Regions from separate parts of the Zea mays genome. Here all the other regions are linked to region 1. Evidence: chromatin contacts called from public Hi-C data. All regions are on one chromosome and are shown on one strand. The core of a region is the stretch at or near the end of the contact, and the rest is flanking DNA. Distances in the headings are between cores, read along the strand shown. Region 1 holds the start of LOC100282817 (vacuolar ATP synthase 16 kDa proteolipid subunit). Region 2 holds the start of LOC103647023 (CBS domain-containing protein CBSCBSPB3). Region 3 holds the start of LOC100273537.

Region 1 (3,596 bases), core at 661-3,160:
CAAGTAGTAGTGACAGAAAGTGCTTGATTTCTAACCTAACAGAGAACCTAAATGTGTAATAATTGCATTTCCAGACTTGTGTATGAAATATTAAAAAGTGGATTATCAACACCATCTGTAGCCACTGAAAAAAAGAGAGCTTATGTTGATCATTAACAGCCTTTAAGCATATAAATAGCCATATATCAATTTATATACTCATCCAAGAGCATGTTTGTGTTCATGGAACAGTAGAACTTTGGTTGGTCATACTTCAGTGAAAATGAAATACAATATGACAGTCAAAACTAAAAGTTAAGTCAGTGCTCCCACCATACAACTATTGTTTACACACATGGGGTGCTTAAAGATAGAGAGGAAAGAAAACCTACCTACATGTTCTTCTAATGAACACTATGTTCCCAGTTAAATGAAAATGTTCCAGAAAGTGCAGTATCAAAAAAAAAAAGGAGCATGACATATTGACATAGAGTAAAATATTGCTATCATTGAAATGACAAGAAATAGTTCCAAGTCAGAAAGAATATTTATAAATTGTATTCAATAGGGGGGGCATAATTTTAGACAATTCGTTTTTCAAATATTTGATGACCCAAGACGAAAATTTATGTGCAAGACCAACAGGACAAGAATTAGACTAATAATGAGAATTTGAATGTCAATAACTTTGATTAGTACATGGACTTAGATTCTTAGAGCATGTACAACCCCATTAATTAGGTGGTCACTTGAAGAGTCTCTAGAGAGTTAATTGAAAAAAAAATACAAGAGACGGACTTATATATTGTCTCTTGACTGCATTTACAATCCAGGGGCTCAAGTTTGTATCATGCAGTTTTTAGTTATCTCTTGTACTTAGAAAACAGTTCCATGGTCTCAAGGTTGTACATGCCCTTATAACTTATGGTGATAAGGTGGGCACTCAATATAGCACATTAAGGAGTCACATTGTTAATGCTAGGAGTATTAACCTTGTAGCAGTCAATAACACAATATTAACATTCTGGGCATGGCATGGCATAGCAGACAGTAATAAAAGGACATAGTAAATCTATGATGCTCACTACAGAGAGAGCCTTTTACCTGACTCCAGCATCACCGACAATGCCGATGGCCATGCCAGCTGCAAGCCCAGCGAGACCACAGGCAAGCCCGGACGAAAGGTGGGCGTAGCCATCAAAGAGGTAGTAGGGCTTGGCCTTGGGGTTGATCCCCGTGCTGATGATGACGGCGATGATGAGCCCGTAGATACCGAGCACACCAGCCATGACCACGGGCACGATGGACTTCATGACGAGCTCCGGCCGCATCACACCCATCGACGCCACGCCGACGCCGCTCTTCGCGGTCCCGTACGCGGCGCCCATGCCTGCGCCGGATCAAGCAAAATAACAGCCTAGTCAGCAACTGCCCGACCGAAAAAGCCCACCGCTTTCTGGAATCCGACAGACTGACACCCGATCGGACCAAATCGGGCAGATCCAGCATCAGCACGCCCGGAATCGAGCTGACCGGAGGCTGGAGCTCGGCCAGATCGAGGGCTAGCCATGGAGCCCCAACGATAGATCGAGCAATGGACGGTGAAAAATCCAAACTTTATCCGGAAAAAACTAGAGCTTTGAGTACGGAATCGCATGAGCGAGCAAGTGGAAAAGGAGGATGGTCGAAGGGGAACGAACATGAGAAGACGAGGGCGGCGGCGGCGCCGAGGAAGCCGAAGAAGGGGGCCGTCTCATCGCCGCTGAACACCGACGACATCTTCGCCTCCGGCTTCCTGTTCCTGTCCCTGCCTCTCGGTGGTGGGTTGCCTGCCTCGCTCGGTCTCCGGGCGGCCGCGTCGCTGGGGCGAAGAGGAAGGAAAAGGGGAGGTGGGTGGGCAGGCAGGCGTATGCGATCTCTCTCGAGCCGAGTTTGGTTCTGATCTGAAAATCTCCAGACGCGAGACCGACTATTTTACAGTTTTGTCCCTGAGCTCCCGTGCTAGAGGACGGCGATCGTGGCTGTCCACACCGGTCACGCCACGATCTGATTTCTAATCCATAGTGTCCATCGGCCTTCCATCATCAGAATCGACGGCTAATGATTTTTGCATTACTCGTGACGGCTAACCTCTATTTTCAAAATTAGTACAAAATTTTGGCTATTTATCAATGCACTTGTCACTCGACTTTAAGAGCCAAGTTTGATAATTTGTTTTTCTATAAACGAATTTTAGATAATTCAATTACTCTCTCTGTTCCAAATTACAAGGCAAGTTAGTTTTTACATACATTTTTTTATTTATATATATACCTAATATATGTCTAAATAAAAAAATAAAATATATATATATATATATATACAAATCTAAAGTGATTTATGTTTTGAAATGAAGGGAATATATAACACTAACAAGTAGAATCTATTTGGTTTAGCATTTTTTCCTTTTTCCCCGGTTACTATCAAATCCCATAACTTTATGTTTTTGTTAGTGTCCTGATCCTTAAACTTTTCACAAAAATTTAGAAACTCATAACCATAACCAACACATGCCTTGGGTCCTGACATGGACTTATGTTAATCGCCTCTATCCATTTGGATCACAAGTCTATGTTCAGGCTAGCACAAGACCTTTATCTTTGGTCTTCTTCATGCAATAGATAACATTGTCAACTTACAGCAAAACCCTAACCTCAACTCTCGACCGATAAGGACTCCAAGCTAGCTTACAACCTTCACAACACTGTCACGTCCAAACTAAATCAACTCAGTCTTTGACCTAAGTCAAATCACAAAGTTGTTGCTCGAAAAGTGATCTATGGGCCAAAGTGGTTCCTACAACGATTATGAGTTGTATTAGAACCCTAGTTTAATCTCTTTATCTCAATTCTAGAATTCTCAAATTTCAAGTTCCACCACACTATCTGCGAGAATACTAATACATCGGAATTTGTTTAGATGAATTGTCCTCTTATCCCCACCCTAGTCTCCACCTATCAACACAAATGTAATTATTTAGCTCCATACTCCATCTCTCCACTTCATCTCATCACTTGCATCTCCCTTCCTCTCTCTTGAAAGTGAAGAAAACAAGAACTAGAGAGGAAAAGCAAGAGACGAAAAATAAAAAGAACATAAGGAGAGATCCAAGCCAAGATCAAGGACCACCATCTCAAGAATAAGATGCAGATCATCACCCCCATCTACATCTTTTGAGTGAGCTCAAGAACATCTTCTTTCTTTGTCACATGCAAATCCTAACCCTAACTCTTTATTTCATCATGCATGTGGTGAAAATGAAGGTGCTAGCAACCTGATCCGTCTCAACTGCAAGCCCTACACTTCAATCGCTCATCCATCTCATGGATTTCTCAAATTTCTCTCTAAATGGAAACATGTGTTCCATGCAAGGAAATCCCATATTCATTTCAATCCATCTCTTTCACTTGAAAGTGAGACGAAGCAAGGCAAAAACTTGGGCTTCATGAGCCAGGGTCACCAATCCACCAAAGTTACCAAAGTTTAATTTCATGGAATTTCTCTATTTATTCATGTTTTGCTCGAATTCTCGTCACTAGCTTAAAACACTATATGCAATAATAAAATCTAGGAAACAC
Region 2 (3,411 bases), core at 366-2,865, 160 kb after region 1:
ATGTGGTATGTCCAACCTTTCAACATATGTCTTTTCATTATCACTATCTCCTAAGGTTCTATCAACCACTGTGGATTTTAACTTTGTGCCTTTAGCTTTTTATCACATTTTCCTACAACTTCTTCAAGATTTTCATCAAATAAATCTGCATCTCCTAGTTCCACCTCATAGTCACTGTCACAAAAAATCATGTCCATCACTATCAGAATCGATAGAGTGAGCTGGGTCATTTGTAGTTTCTACATGTTGTTCAACCCATCCCTTCTTAAGGTCGGTATAGAACACTGGAAGTTTCTCTCCTTGATTTTCTGGTAACACTTCTAACAAACTGGGGCTAATTACTTTAAGTAGTGCTAGCTTAGGGCACGCCACCACATCATCCTAGTTTATAGTACCTAATTGGTCTTCATGGTCAAAATAAACAGCAAGTTCCTTCACCTTGGCAGATACCTAAGACAACGGAGGAAACTATGTGCCACTTATCTAAGTGTTGTATCGGGTCTGTTTCGACCCATGAGACTTTAAGTGAGACCCAAATAGTGAATATGATCTTAATAGACACACTTTAAAAGTTTATGGACTGGGTTGACGTAGTCGCATAAGTTTAAGGACTGGAAATACACTTTACTCAAAATTTAACCATTATTTGGACGAAGAACAACTTAAATACAATTCATTTTAACTTGTTGCACTTAAAATGATTAGATAGAAAAAAATACAGCACATGGAGGTGGAACCAGAATTTGTGAAAACCATTTTTTGAGCTTTCCAAGTTCGTAGGAAAAAATGAGGAGTAAATTGCATTCATGATCGTCGAACTTGGCACATCGTGTCAGATCACACCTGAAACTTTGGTTGTAATCCCTGGGGCATTTAACCTTGTTTTTCCTTTGTGAGCCGCCTATGTAAATCCACGATCTTTAGGCAAATTTGAATCAATCATCGCTCCAGTTCTCTAACTTAGTCGGACCATGCAAAATCGGGTTTGCTCAAACCGGATGTTGATGTGGGTGCCACGATGGAGTCACTTGGGTCCTAGAACTTTGTCCTCTGACTTTGATTAGTATGCTCCAACGTGGCATGTCACATCGACATCGTGTTTGAGCAAACCCGGTTTTGGACGGTTTTGTATAGGACGACTAAGTTAGAGGACACATTTTGCTGATTTTCTGAGCTATAGGACCCATGTAACACACTGTACAAAGTTCAAGGAATGCTACTGCATTTTACTCAAAATCGAGAAGCGTTTTAAGGTGCTAAATTAGCTCTTACGGCCATAAACACATGACCATATATCATTGGGTAAAATCTAAATGTTAGAAAAAATGTATGTTTAAGCTCCGATAAAAAAAGATAAATCTCTCAATTTCTAAATTATAGGAGGCTTTAGCCTCTCTAATTTTTTTATCAATCTTACAGAAAAGATCAAAAACATGTTTAAATTAAAATTAGTTTCATTAAATTTTCTACATAGAGGCTATTGGTTTTTTTTCTCGGAGGAGTTCAATATAGGACAGAACTAAAGAGATCTATAATCTGAAACGAATGAATGAAGTTAAATTCTTTGTCAGATTCTAGAATTTTGAATAGACCCCAAATCCCAATGTTTTCACCACGGTTGCAAAAGCCTGTAATTTGCAGTTTTGCAATATACCAGGGACCAAAGCGTGACAGGGGGCCCCACAGGCGCATGGAAGCCCAAAAGAGCCAGCGATCGTTCCCAACATTCCCGGCCGGCGCTGTCGCTTCCCTACCTCGTCGAGAGAATCCGCTGCCACCTACGCCTACGCGGCCGCGGTCATGAGTTCCACCGCCGCTGTGGCCCTTAATCGCCGCACTCGCAGCCGCCCGCCGTCGGCCGCATCCTCCCGCAGGTCCGATGATCCCACGGCCGCCGTCGCCAGTACCGCCAACGGCAACGGCAATGTCCCCACCAAGGCCGCCTCCCCCGATCACGCCTCGTAAGGCCGCACAAGCTTTCTCCTTTCTCGGATTCTTCTCTCCGCCTCAACTGTCACTAAGGTGTTGGGTTTGTTTCGTCAGAGGGGAGAGGACGGTCAAGAAGCTGCGGCTGTCCAAGGCGCTGACGATCCCGGAGGGGACCACGATCTCGGAGGCGTGCCGGCGGATGGCAGCGAGGCGGGTCGATGCCGTGCTGCTCACCGACGCCGGTGGCCTGCTCTCCGGCATCGTCACCGACAAGGTATCGTGTTCTTTCATCATTTCAGTTTTGAATCTAATGGTGCCAGGTGGGTTATGATTGACGGCCAAGTGGTTTGGATCTTAAAAAGTATTCCCTCCTTTCTTTTTTATTTTTCCCTCCATCTTTTTTATTTGTCGCGTTTTAGTGGCTAATGATAAATAATCGAGAACGGAAGTAGTATCATATTTATACGTAAAAATGTCACAGTAAGGTAGTGACCGCTTTGGATTGTACTCCACTCGCTCCCATAAAGCTTAGCTTGTGTCTCAATCAAGTGCCTGAACAGAATGCATTTCTTTAGTGTGGGATGCTTTGCACCATTGCAACTTTAGCTAATGCTATGTTATTTGTTTAAATTACTTTGTGATTGAAACTTATAACTGATGCTATATGCATGTCCTTATTTATTCTGGAGCTGAAACTTTGTATACATGGATACCACTGCTTGAATCATTGGATGAAATGCAATTGGCTTGTTATGCTTTCGTCTTTCATCTGTGGTTGGTTTGGACAAATCTGACATTGACTCAGCAGTATCTAACAGCTAGTCGAAATATACCTTCATGCTTCATTCATTTCCTTTGAACTGGGATATAGGACATAGCTACAAGGGTCATTGCCGAGGGGTTGCGGGTTGAGCAAACAATCATCTCCAAGATTATGACAAGGAACCCTTTATATGTCATGGGGGACACACCTGCTATTGAGGCACTGCAGAAAATGATCCAAGGTATATGTTGACCTCTGTTTTAACGGCGTCACCTAGGCGTTCAGGCGGTGGTCCAATGCCTAGGCGCTTTGGTCTCCTACTTCGCCTAGGTGTCCAGGCGGCGGTCCAACGCCTTGTCTCGCCATATCGCTTTAAAAACCATGATGTTGACTACTGTTAATATAACATCACATTCAAGAAAAGAAATAATGGAAAATATATCTCGAAAATACACATGAGAGCTGCGTATCAGCAAAGTAGAGTGGGACCGTACAAAAACACCCCAAATCCTAGACCTAATAAGGGGTTAGAGACACAAACAGTCGATTGCTAATACACAACACGGACAGAACCAGACCACTAAGAGCCAAATGCTAACCCCCACTTGGCCCCCGACCCAACTGCCTAAGACTCTTGGCACCCACAAAGCACCAGAGATAATGTTCCTCCTCGAAAGAGTGAAGCAACACCTCCAGGCTGGGCCGAACCTCCTGAAAAA
Region 3 (3,512 bases), core at 551-3,050, 210 kb after region 1:
GCAGCTTGTATAATCAGTGGTGTTTCCACAAAGGTATAGACAAATAGAAGCTCCAGAGTCTGGTTATCAATGAGTCATGAGATGTTTCAATCGTCTAAGATATTTTTATAAGATGTTTAGAATGAAACCTGATGTTTTTAAGGCACTTCATGATTTATTGGTCTCTTCTTATGGTTTGAAATTGACTCATATTATTACATCAACTGAGTCACTAGCAATGTTTCTATTGATTGTTGGAGGGCCACAATCTTTTTCCCAAGCAGAAAACTGTTTTGTACAGTCCACATGGACGATTCACATGAAGTTCAAGGAAGTATTGAAGTGTTTGCTTCAGTTAGGAAAAGAAAACGTGAAACCAAAGGATCCAACATTTAGCTATGAACATGAGAAGTTGAAAGAAGATCGTTTCTGGCCTTATTTCAAAGGTGCCATTGGAGCAATAGATGGATCACATACTAAGTTAGTTGTGCCAGCTGATACCAGCTGATAAGGTGATTAACTATACTTGTCATCATGGATATACATCGCAAAATGTACTTGCGATATGTGACTTTGACATGAGGTTTACATTTGTGGTTGTTGGATGGGCGGGTCCAGCACATGACACATGGATCCTTAATCATGCATTGGCAAACTTTGCTTCTTTTCATGTCCCTCCTAAAGGTAATTTTATAATACTATCTTGTGAACTATAATTATTTATATTTTACAATAGTAATTTGATTTCATTTTTCAAATAAGTACTACCTTGTAGACTTCGGATATCCAAATCGAACGAGATACCTTGAACCTTTCAAAAGGACTACGTACCAAATACCAGAATTTCGTCATCGTCGTGGACGTCCACCACAAGGGAAGCATGAGTTATTCAACTTCTTGCACTCCTCCCTCTGCAATGTCATTGAGCGTGCATTTGGGGTCCTCAAGCAAAAATGGCGCATACTGAAAGAATGTCGAGTTTCTTAGTTGAACGGTAGAAAGAGATCATTATAGCTTGTTTTGCATTACATAATTTTATTCACGACAGTGAGTTGCGTGATAAGGAGTTTGAGATATGTGACGCAGATGATGAGTACATGCCTAGAGCATCAAATGTTGGGGATCAATCTCAAAATGGTGGTCACGAGGTAGAGGGAGATAATGAAGATACTATGAACACCATTCGTGATAGGATAGCTAGTTCGCTAGCTAATGCACGGAGATATAAGCTAGTTATCTTATCTAGATGACAAGTCTTCTTAGATAAACAATGCACTTATTTATATATGTATTTTTTTTAAATTTTATATGTGGAGATCACATCATTGTGATTATTATGCATACAAACAACATATCAAGCCTTAGGGGTATTATAGATAATTTATATTCAATCCATAATTTTTCACAACAAGTTCAACCAAACAGCTTTTAGCTTTTTCATGGCTGTAACTCACATCAAATTTTCCACAGTTAACAGGTCATAGTGGCTTTTTCACGGTTCCCAACAAAACGCATCCTAAGGGCTGATTTGGTGACCAGGGATCCCAAAGGGATCCATGGGGGAGAAATCTCCTTGCAATTCATTTTTGAATAACAAGAGAATTACTCTCATGAATCATCTCGAGATCCTTGACCACCAAATCAGCTCTAAAGTTTCTACTAACCCAAGCACATCCGTTACACTGCTGCCCCGCCAAAATTGCAGGCAGGCAGGCACCAGGCAGCCGCCAGCGTCTCTCTCTGTTTCTGAAACCATCCCTGCAGGTCCCTGCTCCCTGGTTATATTAAGCAGCTCCCAATCTTTGGCATTTGCAGGCACACAACACAACACAGTTCTCCCTTTCCACTCCAGTCCAACCAACCGTCCATGGGTTTCTTCATCCCGCCGCCCAAGGTGTACAAGCCGGCGGCAGAGGTCGACCTCGGGCCGGACAGCGACGAGCACTACATCAGCCCCAACGTGAAAGGTCCCTCGCTCCCTGACCAGACCTCTCCCATCCCAGCTACAGCGGTGCACATGCATGCATGAGAATGATTGATTGTTCAATTGAGTAGATGGTCGGAGGCGATCTCCGTCTCCGCGCGCGCTTGCTTGCTTTCTTCCGCTGCTGATACATGCGTGGACCGTCTTGCAGCGCCCCGCGTGGCCGGGTTCCTGGTGAAGATGCTGGCCTGGGTGCTGGAGACGCCGGTGCTTGGCTGGATCGTGCTCGGCGTCCTCAAGAGGGACAACCTCGTCTACAAGGTGCCTGCTGCTCTGCCCGAATGGATGAAAAACTCTGCTTCGAACCGGCCGCTGCTGCAAATAGTGCAATGCATGTAGCCTGGAACTAATCCAGTACTCGTCAACTCACCGTCCCTCCTCCTCGTCGCCCCCGCAGCTCGTCTCGGACGCTGAGATCCCGGAGCCGCCGCTATTCACGGCCACCCACACATGGCAAGGTTGTTCCTTGATTCCCGCATTGATGAGCAGCTGGAAAATTAAAGGAAGGAGGGGGTGTTTTAGAAGCTGAAAATTCGATTGACTGAATAATTAATGTATGATGAAAGCCATCCGTCTGCTTGACAACCGATGGATGCAGCAGCGATCCAGGAGCAGAGCGTGCGCGTGACGGAGTCGAGGCTGTCGCCGGCGGAGCGCGTGCAGGAGGCCGTCGCCTGCGTCCCAGCTGCTGCCCAGGCCCAGTTGGAGCCGGCGGCGGGGTTCAGGCGCTGGACGGTGCGGGACTTCCACAGGGCGTACAGATCAGGACAGGCTACCCCTACCATGGTAAGCATAAGCAAACGACCCGGCCGGCACTCGGTGGTGGTAGAATGAAACGTTATGCCGACATGCACTGCACGCATGCAGGTGGCGCGGCGATTCCTGGCAGCCGTGGAGGAATGTTCAGGGCCGGACCTGAACATGGGCTTCTTCATCAGCTGCGACCCTGCGGACGTGCTGCGGCAGGCCGAGGACTCCACCCGCAGATACCAGCAAGGTGCGTGGTATATGCGTATAGCAGTAGCAGCGGCGGCGAAGGCGGCGTAGCAGGTAGACGAATTGATCTTGCCGCCGTTCCTCCTGCGCGCTCATTGTATTCCGCCGCGCAGTTGATCTTTCTCTGAACTGCAGAACAGCTAGGCAGAACCGGCCGTTAATGGATCACGGCCGTAAAAGCACCAACAAGTGACAGTGGTATAACTATATAGCACCATATACATGCGTACTCACTACTCAGCAAAGCTCAGCAGTCACTAGTCAGCTTCAACTCTGCTTCTAGAAGATGTCAGGCTGTCACCGTAAGGGTTCAGCTCTGCTACTGGATAGTATTGGATAGTATGCTGCGGTCAAGCACTAGATATAGCTAAGAAAACTTCTTTATATAATACAATATATCTAAGCCTTGTATTTTATCTACTAGACTTCTCAAAACACGACTCGTTTATGTGGATTATATAAGTAAAACTATATCTAGATTTAGACAACCGTGCTAAAGATGTTACTTCACCAAAATATATCTCTTATATCTTTTTACACTTATTTTTTAATA

The links. Hi-C and Micro-C count contacts between places; a contact is called where the count stands out from the background.
Region 2: a contact with region 1 is called in a Hi-C map of tassel, with 4 times the contacts expected there. The contact joins the promoter of LOC103647023 here to the promoter of LOC100282817 in region 1. A contact is called at or near these places in 6 of 25 Hi-C or Micro-C datasets (bundle sheath, ear, endosperm and 3 more) and 1 of 3 datasets of contacts at active chromatin or transcription factors (leaf).
Region 3: a Hi-C map of ear shows a contact between it and region 1, with 2.2 times the contacts expected there. The contact joins the promoter of LOC100273537 here to the promoter of LOC100282817 in region 1. A contact is called at or near these places in 2 of 25 Hi-C or Micro-C datasets (ear and tassel).

The regions. Positions count from the first base shown.
Region 1 is chr2:140,542,537-140,546,132 of Zm-B73-REFERENCE-NAM-5.0, reverse strand. LOC100282817 (vacuolar ATP synthase 16 kDa proteolipid subunit) reads right to left here and starts at 1,910. Exons shown (of 3, transcript NM_001369229.1): 1 at 1,680-1,910; 2 at 1,084-1,369. The coding sequence starts at 1,758.
Region 2 is chr2:140,382,743-140,386,153 of Zm-B73-REFERENCE-NAM-5.0, reverse strand. It overlaps LOC103647023 (CBS domain-containing protein CBSCBSPB3), which reads left to right and starts at 1,615. Exons shown (of 13, transcript XM_008671598.2): 1 at 1,615-1,961; 2 at 2,044-2,203; 3 at 2,801-2,933. The coding sequence starts at 1,801.
Region 3 is chr2:140,329,224-140,332,735 of Zm-B73-REFERENCE-NAM-5.0, reverse strand. It overlaps LOC100273537, which reads left to right and starts at 1,800. Exons shown (of 17, transcript NM_001365735.1): 1 at 1,800-1,946; 2 at 2,115-2,224; 3 at 2,361-2,421; 4 at 2,562-2,749; 5 at 2,831-2,960. The coding sequence starts at 1,847.